Linked DNA regions of Mus musculus: regions 1, 2 and 3 are each linked to region 4. The links are chromatin contacts, called in public HiChIP or PLAC-seq and promoter capture Hi-C maps. All regions are on one chromosome and are shown on one strand. Each heading gives the region's core, a stretch centred on a gene start, on an enhancer-like site or on the middle of the called end of the contact. The rest is flanking DNA. Distances are from core to core; before and after follow the strand shown. Region 1 has its middle 23 kb from the start of Gm46886. Region 2 has its middle 65 kb from the start of Gm5860. Region 3 has its middle 86 kb from the start of Gm25803. Region 4 has its middle 120 kb from the start of Mpdz.

Region 1 (2,700 bases), core at 49-2,548, 390 kb before region 4:
CAAAAATGCCACAGTGCCCATGTTAGAGTGCCGTTAAAAGCTCTCAGTACAAAGGGATGCTCTGTTTCGATAAAGAAAGGGTTAAGGGCAGACCTCACAAGGCGGTGTGTGATGCAGAGTCAGCTGGAGCTCTCTCATCATATTGTCCTCAAACTTTCTTGTTCTTTTCTCACTTGTTATTTCTTCCTTTTATTTTACATCTAGCTGGGATTGCTGCGTGTAACTCAAGTTTGCGGTTTGTGGCTCTGAGCTGTCACTGTCCTCTGCAAGTGCATGCCGGTCTTTTCAGAATTCTTTCCCCACCATTCTTCCAGTAGTTCAAGTTCTTTAGAACCAAGATTTGTGCATATTCCAGAGATTATAAAATTTTAACTTTTACACTTGGCTACTGTTGGCTGTCTACATTCCTGGCAGTTTGTGTAGAGCAAGACATGCATTTCTGAGCATTTGACTTTGCAGATAAATGTGAGAAGTGCTCATGGTTCATGAGAGAGATGAACAAGACAATCCAAGATCATCCCCCATGTTCTGTGTTAATTTGCTTATCAAAACAAAACCCTCTGCTTCCTCCTCTTTCTTCTTCTGTAAAACATTTATTTGGAGGGCTTTTATCCTCCCATGTCCCCCACCCCACCTCACCCCCCAACCCCCTCCAAGAAGAAATTTAAGCTCCAATTAGTGCAAGAGAAGGGAGGGAGGTGCAGACTTGGATGCTAAATTGCCTAGAGCCTGCTCTCCCTCAAACAGACCACAAGATTCTCCAGCCCAGTTAATTTCTTCCCATTTAACTAATAGAAGGCTGGGGAGTGACCTTTGCAGGCCAGTGGGTAGGAGCTGAGGAACACTCCCCCCAAATGAGGGGGGGGGATATCTCTGTTTACTACACAGCAGGTTGGCCTCAGCTAATGACATTAATCCCCCTACTGCATTTCATTAGGTGACAGACAAGGAGCCACACTTTGGAAGGAACTGTTTCACCCAGCAGCCAGCTGTGGAGAAGAGCCACTCCAGGACCAGCACCGCCTCTCCTCATTTGCCTTTCGTCTTCTATTATCCCTGACATGTTCACTGAACTACAAGCTGCACATGTTTAAAAATAATTAAATGTACTCCAAACAAATAGGCAATGTTTCCTCAATCGTTGCAGTGAGCTTTCCATGTTTGGACAGATTTTTTTTTCTGTTCATTGGGTTCATCAGGCAGCCCAGTTCTTTACTGTCACTCCTGAAACCTAGCAGATAAATCCCCAGGGCAGGCTGCTGCCCCAGTACCGTCACTTGCTCTGACCTTGGACTATAGTCCTTCCCAGTCTGAAGGTCTCCAATTTGGAGTAATCATGTCTGGACTCCCAGGCTTGCAAATGGAGTCACGGGGCAAATATTTTTAAAAGCAAGATAAACTTGGGATTTAAAATGGAAGTGTTGGGAATACTGAGAAGAGACACTCCAAGCCGATTAACCTTTTGGGACAGTTGCTGATAAATGTGCAGACTTGGGACCCTCCTCACTCTCATCAGTCCTGAACATTTTGCACACTAAACATTGCCAACACGGTGTTCTTTTCTTTTTAAAAGTAGTGTTTTCCCATTAGAAGATGAAGAAAAGGGGGAAAGAAGGCACAGCTTGTAATGTTCCATAAAGCATAACACATTAAAATACACAGATAGTGGTCTAAATAGATGACTCAGTAGTTAAGGACTCATTTTAGAGGGCCTGGGTGTTGTTCCTAGTACCCACATAGGGTGACTCACAGCCACCTGTATCCTCAGATGCAGGGATCTGACACCCTCTTGTGGCTTCCTTGGGTACCTACCTTCATATGCATGCACACATAATTAAAAATAAAATAGAAACTATACACACAGAAAGCTAGTCAACGAGAAAAGAGACTCTCTGTGCTCACACAGCACGGAGTCCGCTTTGAGAAAAAAATGAAACTAGCCGGGTGGTGGTGGCACATTCTATGAATCCCAGCACTCAGGGAGCAGAGGCAGGCAGATTTCTATGAGTTCGAGGCCAGCCTGGTGTATAGAGAGAGACTGCCAGGGCTACACAGAAAAATTCTGTCTTGAAAAAAAAAAACACACAAAGAAAAACAAAAGATAGCAAACAACAATAACAAAACAAACAAAAAAAATGAAAACAAAATTCTTTTTGTAGCTGAGCAAAATTCCCCTTATAAAAACAATAAATACACTGAGGAGCCAACAATGTTCTCAGCAATAGTTCTTCAGTAACTGATTGAGAGACAGGGACATTTCTCTGTTTCTCACTATAGTCTCACTGCATCTTGCAAAAGTATAGCTCCTCCCTTTGAATAACTCTAGTTAAAGCGTGTGCGTATAGACAGCTTTGTACTATAAGGAGGTGAAGAGAATGGAGGAATAGAAGGTGTCGGTGTAATTAGGGTCCCTAAAATACTGCTGTGGTTTAGCTTGATACAAGAACAACTTTAAGTAAAACCATAAGAATGAATGCTGTTTGGTTTCTTCAAGCAATATGCTCAAGTGTGATTTGAATCAATACTGACAGCAGTTAATGTGCAGAGACATTCATTTATCCATTGACTGCTTTTATACTGAGTGGTGCCCAAAGTAGGCTTGATGCCTTGTGAATTTTTTTTTAAAGATTTATTTATTTATTATATGTAAGTACACTGTAGCTGTCTTCAGACACTCCAGAAGAGGGAGCCAGATCTCGT
Region 2 (2,700 bases), core at 114-2,613, 440 kb before region 4:
TTGCTATTCGGGGACCAGGTTCTGGATTTGCTCCAATCATGTGGAATCTATTTTGGACCCGTCATGTCATACTTGAACTCTAAAATATGTCTATCGGTGAAAGGTTCTGTTTATCTTTCTCTACTCAGACTCACACAGAAAATGGAGTTCAGTCCACACACCAGTGGGCTTTTGTTCCACTCCGAAAGCCTCCCTGATCCTCTGCAACAGTAACAGAAACAGCAGCCTCAGATCCTGTCATGGCGGCTAGTTTTTCTTTGGTATCTATCACGTGCTTGCTCTTCAATTCTGCCTTCTTTGCAAATGTCCCACTGGGGCAATGGGGACTTCAGTTTACACAGATTTGCTTCTGCTTCGCAGGTAGCAAGCAGCAAGCTCAGTCTTTTGCAGGGCACAGCTGAGACCGCCTCCACGGTGGAGCGGTTCTTGCAAAGCCTGCGTGTTCTGCCAAGGGCAACGCTTCACGGTCAGGGAAGCAAGCAAGCAAGATGGAAAGAAAGACAGCTAGGCTTGGGCCTCAGCGTGAAGAACTAATCCAATCTGCTAAAAGCAGATAGTGAAGACTGGCCCAGGAGGCCACCCCACCCACTAGCAGAGGACTGATTCTCCGTTTCACTAGGAAGATGGCCATACAGCTGTGCTCTGGCCTCTGATGTGTTTTCTTTTTGCCTACTGAACCTACAAAGAGGACAGCCATGTGCATTTAGTTTCTTGAAGTTGTAAAGAAAGCTTTCTGATCGGCTGCTTCTTTTGGGTCAATCTCTGTTTCTGTCTCTGTCTCTCTCTGTCTGTCTCTGTCCCTCTCTCTCTGTGTCTCTTTCTCTCCCCACCTTTCCCTCTCTCTCCCTCTCACCACCACACACACACACCACTAAAAAGTCAAGACTTCAGTGCAGACTTACGGGCTGCTCCAATTTGTGATTTGAGTTTGACAGTATCTTCCCTTTCTGGCCTCGGTGTTTTCTTCTTGGTGGAGCAAAAAAGAAAAGGAGATGGATTCATAAAATAACTGGGGAGGAGGCATTGCTTTGGCCATGGAAGGAAGGCCTCTGAATCTTTTAACTGTGATGCATTTGAAAGAAGACCCTGTAGGCCACGTGGTCTGAATGACATGAAATGTGTTGGAAATGACTGAGCATCAGCATTAGCTAGAGACTCCTGAGCACATGAGCTTACACTTCCATAATGGGGACAGGCTCTCTCTGGGTCCATGTGTTGAAGAGGTGGCTGTAATTTGTTAGTGACTGTGGCTAAAATGCAAACATTTTCCAGTCACATTCGCAGGAATCTGAAGCTAACCACAGTCTCGGGCACAGCCGTGAGGAAACGCGTCCCAGCTGCACTGCTGCACTTGGCGACCCTGCTGGGAAGCCATTCACAAAGCTGCCAGTCTCCCTCGCTGGACCAGTGCCACTGGAAACAGAAGTGCAACTTTATCACTTGACTTCAAGGCGTGGGTTTCCAGCGGCATATGGAGGCAAGGCAGGCACAGACCAGCTGTGGAAGAAGCTCCCCTTTCAGGGTGTGGCAGTGGATATGGGGTGCCCCCTCCATGCCTGAGGGAGAAGGCTCAAAAGTCTGAACAGTGGAATTCTTTTCTTAAGGAAGAGCAGGAGGAGCAGGGAGGGGAGCAGGAGGAGAAGGAGAAAGAAGGAGAAGAAGAAGAAGGAGAAGATGAAGAAGGAGAAGATGAAGAAGGAGAAGAAGAAAGGAGAAGAAGAAAGAAGGAGAAGGAAGAAGATGAGGAGGAGGAAGAGGAGGAAGGAAAACAGCAGCTAATTTCTCCACGAACTGTAAAACAGATGAGAACTCAAGGCTTCTTGTGTGCCCCTGAGAAACAAAGTTCAAATAACCATTGTACAGCCCAGCATCGCCAAGCCATCTGCACCACAGCAGTAACCCATCTCAGGATGTTCTGAATTGTTCTTGCAACTGCACACAGAAGCACTCCAGACTACTGTGGTTAATGGTGCCGAAAGCAGCACTGGAGTGAAATCAGAGGTGTGCTATGAACAGTGATTTCCACTTGAGCTGTTTAGTTGGGAAGAAATTGCAGCCTTGGGTGGTCATGACTAAGTATTGTGCTTGGCCCAACTCACAGAGAGTCTGGAGGCCCAAGACCCTTGGGTACTCAACATTAACAAAGGTCCAAGAAGGAAGTTTCTTAAAAGCTGTTAACGAATTATAATAGAAAAACAAGACTACAGCAGCCATTGGGCTATGTGTAAGAACTAATCCCTGTTGGGGATAGACTCCTTTAGAAACCCCAACCAATCAGAGAAACGTGGCCAGATGACTGCCACTTTTCGCCTAGGACAGCTGCTGAAATTCTTACACATACGCATAGATTTTCATATGACTTTTGTTTATAAATATAAGAAATGGTTCAATAAAATAATTTAAAAGCATTAAGGCTACACAGGTGCATACACACACACACACAAATACAGTGTACACACAAGTATACATACATATTTATATAGGAAATGCAGTCCTCTTAATTCTTTAAGTGTGTCTAGGAGAGTGGAAAGAAAAATCAAATTTGGTCATTGTGATACTCTTAATATGGGATATAGAGAGAGGTGATTGGATAAAGCACTTGCTTTGCGAGTATAAAGACAGAGTTTGAATTCCTAGAACCTATTGAAATTCTGACTAGTCCCTGAAGTTTGTCTGTAATTCCAGGATACGGAAGGTAGA
Region 3 (2,735 bases), core at 193-2,692, 310 kb after region 4:
CCTGTGTCTAACTGGCTGTTCTCACGGTGTACATCTTTGCACGTGTGTGTGTGTGTGTGTGTGTGTGTGTGTGTGTGTGTACGCGTGCGTGCGTGCATGTGTGTGTGCGTGCGTGCGTGTGTGCGTGCGTGTGTGTGTGTGTGTGTGTGTGTTTGTTTTTGTGGTTGTTTTATTCTGATTCTCTGCCATCTTTATTGTCAAATTTCACTAAACACTGGCCATGCACTATAATGTGAATATGCTAATATTCCAAGCTAAATGATTGTCATGTCTGAACATTCTTCACTGTCAATAAGATTAAACAGTCAGGCGGAACACTGTGGCACCTGACCTGCTATCCCAACACTAAGGAGGCTGAGTAAGGAGGATCACGAATTTGAGGTGAGCCTGGGCTGCACGACAAAACACTGTCAACAACAACAACAACAACAAAATAAGAAATAATTTAGTTCCCTACTTTTATAAATGAGTTGAGTTTTTTAAATTGTCAACAATATATTGTAAAAGCTACCATTGAAAACTGTTTTCTAGCAAGTGATTTTTTATTTAACTCAAGTGTTTGGAAGTAGGTTTTTCTAAAGGATTAAATAATTTAATATGACCTCACCCTGTTCTAAGTCAAGGGAATTAGCAGCCAAGCATTAAGGGTGCACATTGGAAGCTGGGGTGACCAGGATGAATGAAGAGCAGCTGGGGCTGTCATTAGCATGTGCTTAGCTGCACTCTCCACAATCCAGACATTAGACCCGCCCAGCTTCCAGCCATCAGTGTATACATTTCCACCAGGAGGATCCTGAGATTGCTCAACTTCTACTGTCTTCACAGGGCAGGTCTCCGCAGGTGAGCAGCTTTCCCAGCGATTGTGTGTATGACTCAGAGTTGCTCTAGTGGCTGTGCCCATAGCAGTGTGAGGCAAGTTCCCATAGAATATTGCCACATGATAGTATTGAGACACTTAGAGGGAAAATAAAAGAGACTAAGCCAAAGAGGTATTTTGATGACTGTTGTGTTTAGTATTGATATGCTAACACACACTTGGTTCAATATCTGTGTCATAGTGATTGCAGTATCAGGTTCTGCACTGATTTAAGGTTTGGACAGCTTACACAGCATGCGTGCACTCTCATCACTTAAAGCGTGTGGCACTAGAAAGCAATGCTCTGACTGAATGGACAGCAAAAACATAAAAATAAAAATGGGTGAACTTGAGGCTAGTGCTGGCCACCATTAATGTGTTTATTTATATGGGTGAGCTCATAATGTATGTTTCAAAGGAAACATTAGAAACAGAAAAGTTAGAATTATCTACAGTAAATAAAAATGATAGACAAGAAGCTATTACACCCACATTAAAATATTTGGCTCCCTGGGGACTGTCAGCCTCAGCCAGTGATAGTTTGCACATATACAGTGCAACAGTGACCCCATTAGGCAGAGTTTCTCTTCCTTTTCTACCTTTCCAGGTGGACAAAAGGAAGAGATGCAGGCAATTGGGCAAAATAGGGGTGTTTAGAATGTGCCAAGGAGGGAGGTGAGATTTTAGCATTATCGTCATAGTGCCAATGATATTTAGCAAGTTCTTACTCAATAACATAAATTATTGAATTTGAATAATCAAAATTCCTGAAGGACAAGCCATATCTCTACGGTCCCCGAGGATACCGGCATAAAGTTGTCTTTAATTAAATGTACTTGAAATTCTCTAAAGTAAACCCGGGAGAGAAACTAAAACAAATCCACTGAGGAAGTTGCACTTCTGAGGTCGAACCACTAGAGGGCAGGAGAGCCCTGCTACTTTTGTTTTGCAACAGTCCTCTGGACACTGAGCCCCTCACCACTTGCCCTTGCCTGGTCCCCACCTCATGACTGGTTAAATGGTCTCTGCAGAAAGGGTCTCCAATCTTATTTCTAAAGTACCAGGCCTTTACAGTTCCCCAGGGACTTGTACAGAAGCAGAAAGCAAGTATGTATTTTACAGATTACATTGTTTCTGCTTTTGTGGAACTTTGTTTTTTGCTCTGGAGAAAAAAAAGGATAGAGCCACAGGCTTACAAGGTTTGTCCTTCCTTCCTTCCTTCCTTCCTTCCTTCCTTCCTTCCTTCCTTCCTTCCTTCCTTCCTTCCTTCCTTCCTTCCTTCCTTCCTTCCTCCCTCCCTCCCTCCCTCCCTCCCTCCCTCCCTTCTTTCTTTCTTTCTTTCTTTCTTTCAGAAAAGACCAAATTAGCTAATTTTTTACAAATACCTTCTTTATGAAAATCTAATTTAAAATGGGACAGTTTTAAAGACAATTTTAAAATGTAGCTAATTGTATTCCAAACAAAATATTCCATATAAGAAAACTAAAAGAATATCCACACTAAGTGCCAATGCTCAGAAGCCAGACGTTTTATTAATATTACTACTACTTCACAGAATTTTTAAATTACTTTGAAAGCACATTTTATGGTTTTCTTTTCCCACCCTCTCAATAGAGCTTTCATTCTGATAGGATGAGAGATTTGGTGGATTTTTTCCTGACTTAAGGTGAAGTCGGCTTGAGTGTCGCTTCAGGGCTTTAGTGGAGAGGATTTAAAGAAGCCGTTGTTCTCCTCCTTCGCTGACCTTCAGCCTCCTCTTGGTAAGTTTCATCTCTGGAACAAACAGAAATAAGCTTATCTGGCATCTTTGGCTTGGGACACTTAGAGTTACGCTTCTACAGACATATGAGCCTACTAAGTTTTCTTGCTGTAGAAGAGT
Region 4 (2,862 bases), core at 106-2,605:
AAGGAATAGAATAACTTTTTAAAAATTAAGGATAAAAATAGTGTCAAATGTACCTAGAATCTTAACTGCAAAACATATTTACTCCTGGATTAACTATAATAAATTTTACCTTAAACCTAGCAAATAGAATGTTTCTTTTGAAAAACTTAAAAAGTAGGGCTCTAAGGCTAATGTCTCTTTTGCCTTCTTTTCTCCCCCTTTTTCTTGAAAACCACAGGAAGCTGCCTTCTTCCCCGACTTGCAATCAGTCTCCAAAATGTTGAATCATTGCCTGGATGCATGAACTCAACTGTGTGCAGCTTTAATGTATAGCAGCCAACATTTCTATACATAAGTACTCTCAAAGGGGCTCAGAGGAGAACTAGAGACCTTTGGTTCTGTGGGTTTAATGGGAATGGAAAATCTCCACGTTTACACATCTATTCTCACATATTAATATCATTACATTTAAACGGAGGTTTGATTTCAAACATTGAATTAATTAAGAAGGGAACATCTACGGTATTAGAAAGCCAAATCAAATGCCAACAGCGCCCTCTACTGACTTCTAAAAGAAAACTTTTTTTTTTTTTTTGTCTAGCAACAGAAAGAAAATTTCTGTTTATTTACTTAGCGAAGCACCCAGACACCAAATTAAATGTCTTAGAAAATACCAAATCCCTTGGTAAACCTGAAGGAAAAATGCGAAGAATTTTATAAATAGAAATCAGCAGTCATGTGGATGCTCCACTACCAATAAAAATTTCCTGTTCCACTAACAAATTGTGAACCATTTCCTAGCCTGGGAGCCTTTATTACAGTCAGGGCAAAAGCTAAAAAACAATTAGGGTTGGGTTAACATTCGCATTTACTACCACCAGGCACAAATATGAAACTTGGATTCCGAAAACTGAGAAGTCTTAATGGAAGTTTCAGATTCTTACATTATACTTCCATGCTTCTTGCTGTGTTAAAAAAAAAAAAAAAAATCCAAGCTCTTTCTTTATGGTTATTTCTTTTAGGAACCATAGATCATTTCTAATTCTCACACAACTTTGAGGCAAAGATACACTGGGTTCTTTTACTAAGTGCTAACATTTGCTGCAATGGGTATTTTAATTAAGGCAATCAAAGAACTGAAAAATAAAATAAAAAATATGTTCCTGCCAAAGCCCTTGCTCCAGACTTCGTGGAGACTGCCACGGTCTACACCTGCAATGAATCTCATTGGTCTCACTCCGTGAGTGCTGCCGCTGCCTTAAATCCCCCCACGCACTGCAGCGTTGGCCACATTTTTATGCAGCCTGGCTCCCTGCTCTGAAGCAGAACTCCTGAACAGCACATTCTGATGTTCTCCAGTCTCACTCACTTCACCAAGTGAGACCTGACAAGCTTTACACGAGAGGCGGGTGTGAGAGAGTCAGGAATGTTGGTGTGAAGGCACCAGAAGGCAAAGCAAGCGTTTCCTACTGACAGAGGAAGGAGCAGAGTGGCCTGAGCTTGCTGCGTGGATGCTCTGGCTCCACTGCACAGGCTTTCCCCGACGACCCTCCCTCACCTCCACCAGTCTGTGGTGGGAGGGTTGCCATAAATTTCTAGTAAATTGTAGGCTGCTAAATTAGAAGCGTTCTTCAACTCTCACCTCCTCCCATCAACTCCTCGCCTTTATAACTGTATTCTCTCACTCTGGCACGCGCACACGTGTGTGCATATACATACATACATACATACATACATACATACATACACACACAGACAGAGAGAGAGAGAGAGAGAGAGAGAGAGAGAGAGAGAGAGAGAGAGAGAGAGATGCTACCTTTATCATCCAGAAAGAAACATTTCTGTTAAATCGCCACCCTTCGTATTAAACTTTCTGTTGTAATTTAGGAAACCACAGTGGTTTCCTAAAGCATTCCTAACTGTGTCAAAGCTTCAGAGAATCTTTTTTCCTACGGCAGGTTCTTCCCCCACCCCATTCAAGGGTCTTCTCTGCTGTTTCTAAACTGTGTGACCTAAGGTAGGACACTCAAACTTGTTAATCTCGGATTACTTCTTTCATGGAAAGAGGATGGTAACAGCATTCTACTTAATCTATGGGGTTTACTGAGATTCTCATGAGATAAAGTTTACAATATACTCTAATAGGATGTCTGGTACATAAGAAACAACCCTTACTATTTCTGCATACATAATGAACAAGAAAAACGTCTCAGGTGAATGAACCAATGTACTACTGAACCTGTGTGTGGCGTGACACTGTCCTTCCGTGGGTTTCTAAAGGCAACTGCCTCTGGACAAAATGTGCAGGGAGGGCAGCAGCTCAAATCTCAGATTCAGAAGTGGGTAAATTTCCTTCTAGCCTTGTCTGGGAGACATCTCTGCCTGCTCATGGCTTTGAATCAGTTAAACTCTTTTAGCTTTGTGGCGCTACCCTACAAAGGGAGGGCATTGTCTAGTTCACACTGCTAAGTTAAGACTATGTGGCCACAGGTCTTGGTGAATGAACCCCTTCCGCAGGAGCTTCTCTTTCCCTTTCTCCCTCTCTCCCTCCCTCCCTCCCTCTCTCTGTCTCTCTGTCTCTGTCTCTGTCTCTGTCTTTCTGTCTCTGTCTCTCTCTCTCTGTCTCTCTGTCTCTCTCTGTCTCTCTCTCTCTGTCTCTCTCTCTGTCTCTCTCTCTCTCTCTCTCTCTCTCTCTCTCTCTCTCTCTCTCTCTCTCTCTCTCTCTCTCTCTCTGCTTTCTCCTGCCAGATAGACCCCTTAGAAGCCTGTCTTTCAGTCTTGCCTTCAAGGTCATCTCCCTTCATTTTGCCTTTTCTCAGGCAGCGCTTCCTTGTGGAAACCATCTCTGATGTTGCTCAGCAGGCCATACCCATTTTACATGTT

What was found. Promoter capture Hi-C pulls out the DNA fragments that hold promoters and counts their contacts. HiChIP or PLAC-seq counts read pairs in DNA pulled down with a chosen protein or histone mark.
Region 1: an H3K27ac HiChIP or PLAC-seq map of heart atrium shows a contact between it and region 4, with 6 times the contacts expected there. The contact joins two enhancer-like sites. A contact is called at or near these places in 19 of 484 Hi-C or Micro-C datasets (the C2C12 cell line, the N1E-115 cell line, cerebellum and 8 more) and 5 of 115 datasets of contacts at active chromatin or transcription factors (astrocytes, embryonic basal ganglia, embryonic forebrain and 2 more).
Region 2: an H3K27ac HiChIP or PLAC-seq map of heart atrium shows a contact between it and region 4, with 7 times the contacts expected there. The contact joins two enhancer-like sites. A contact is called at or near these places in 2 of 484 Hi-C or Micro-C datasets (the HL-1 cell line and neural progenitor cells) and 3 of 115 datasets of contacts at active chromatin or transcription factors (astrocytes, embryonic basal ganglia and heart atrium).
Region 3: a contact with region 4 is called in a promoter capture Hi-C map of hippocampal neurons, with 8 times the contacts expected there. The contact joins two enhancer-like sites. A contact is called at or near these places in 1 of 39 promoter capture datasets (hippocampal neurons) and 5 of 484 Hi-C or Micro-C datasets (the HL-1 cell line, the N1E-115 cell line, embryonic fibroblasts and 2 more).

The regions. Positions count from the first base shown.
Region 1 is chr4:81,955,694-81,958,393 of GRCm38.p6, reverse strand. No RefSeq gene overlaps it. Among named protein-coding and RNA genes, the nearest start is that of Gm46886, 23 kb to the right of the region's middle. Within about 2 kb of position 1,298, at least 9 of the 459 cell types and tissues checked have an H3K27ac peak or open chromatin away from gene starts, as enhancers often do. A contact at or near this core is called in heart atrium, where this site is marked.
Region 2 is chr4:81,998,559-82,001,258 of GRCm38.p6, reverse strand. No RefSeq gene overlaps it. Among named protein-coding and RNA genes, the nearest start is that of Gm5860, 65 kb to the left of the region's middle. Within about 2 kb of position 1,363, at least 42 of the 459 cell types and tissues checked have an H3K27ac peak or open chromatin away from gene starts, as enhancers often do. A contact at or near this core is called in heart atrium, where this site is marked.
Region 3 is chr4:81,251,203-81,253,937 of GRCm38.p6, reverse strand. No RefSeq gene overlaps it. Among named protein-coding and RNA genes, the nearest start is that of Gm25803, 86 kb to the left of the region's middle. Within about 2 kb of position 1,442, at least 17 of the 459 cell types and tissues checked have an H3K27ac peak or open chromatin away from gene starts, as enhancers often do. A contact at or near this core is called in hippocampal neurons, where this site is marked.
Region 4 is chr4:81,562,209-81,565,070 of GRCm38.p6, reverse strand. No RefSeq gene overlaps it. Among named protein-coding and RNA genes, the nearest start is that of Mpdz, 120 kb to the right of the region's middle. Within about 2 kb of position 1,355, at least 31 of the 459 cell types and tissues checked have an H3K27ac peak or open chromatin away from gene starts, as enhancers often do. A contact at or near this core is called in heart atrium and hippocampal neurons, where this site is marked.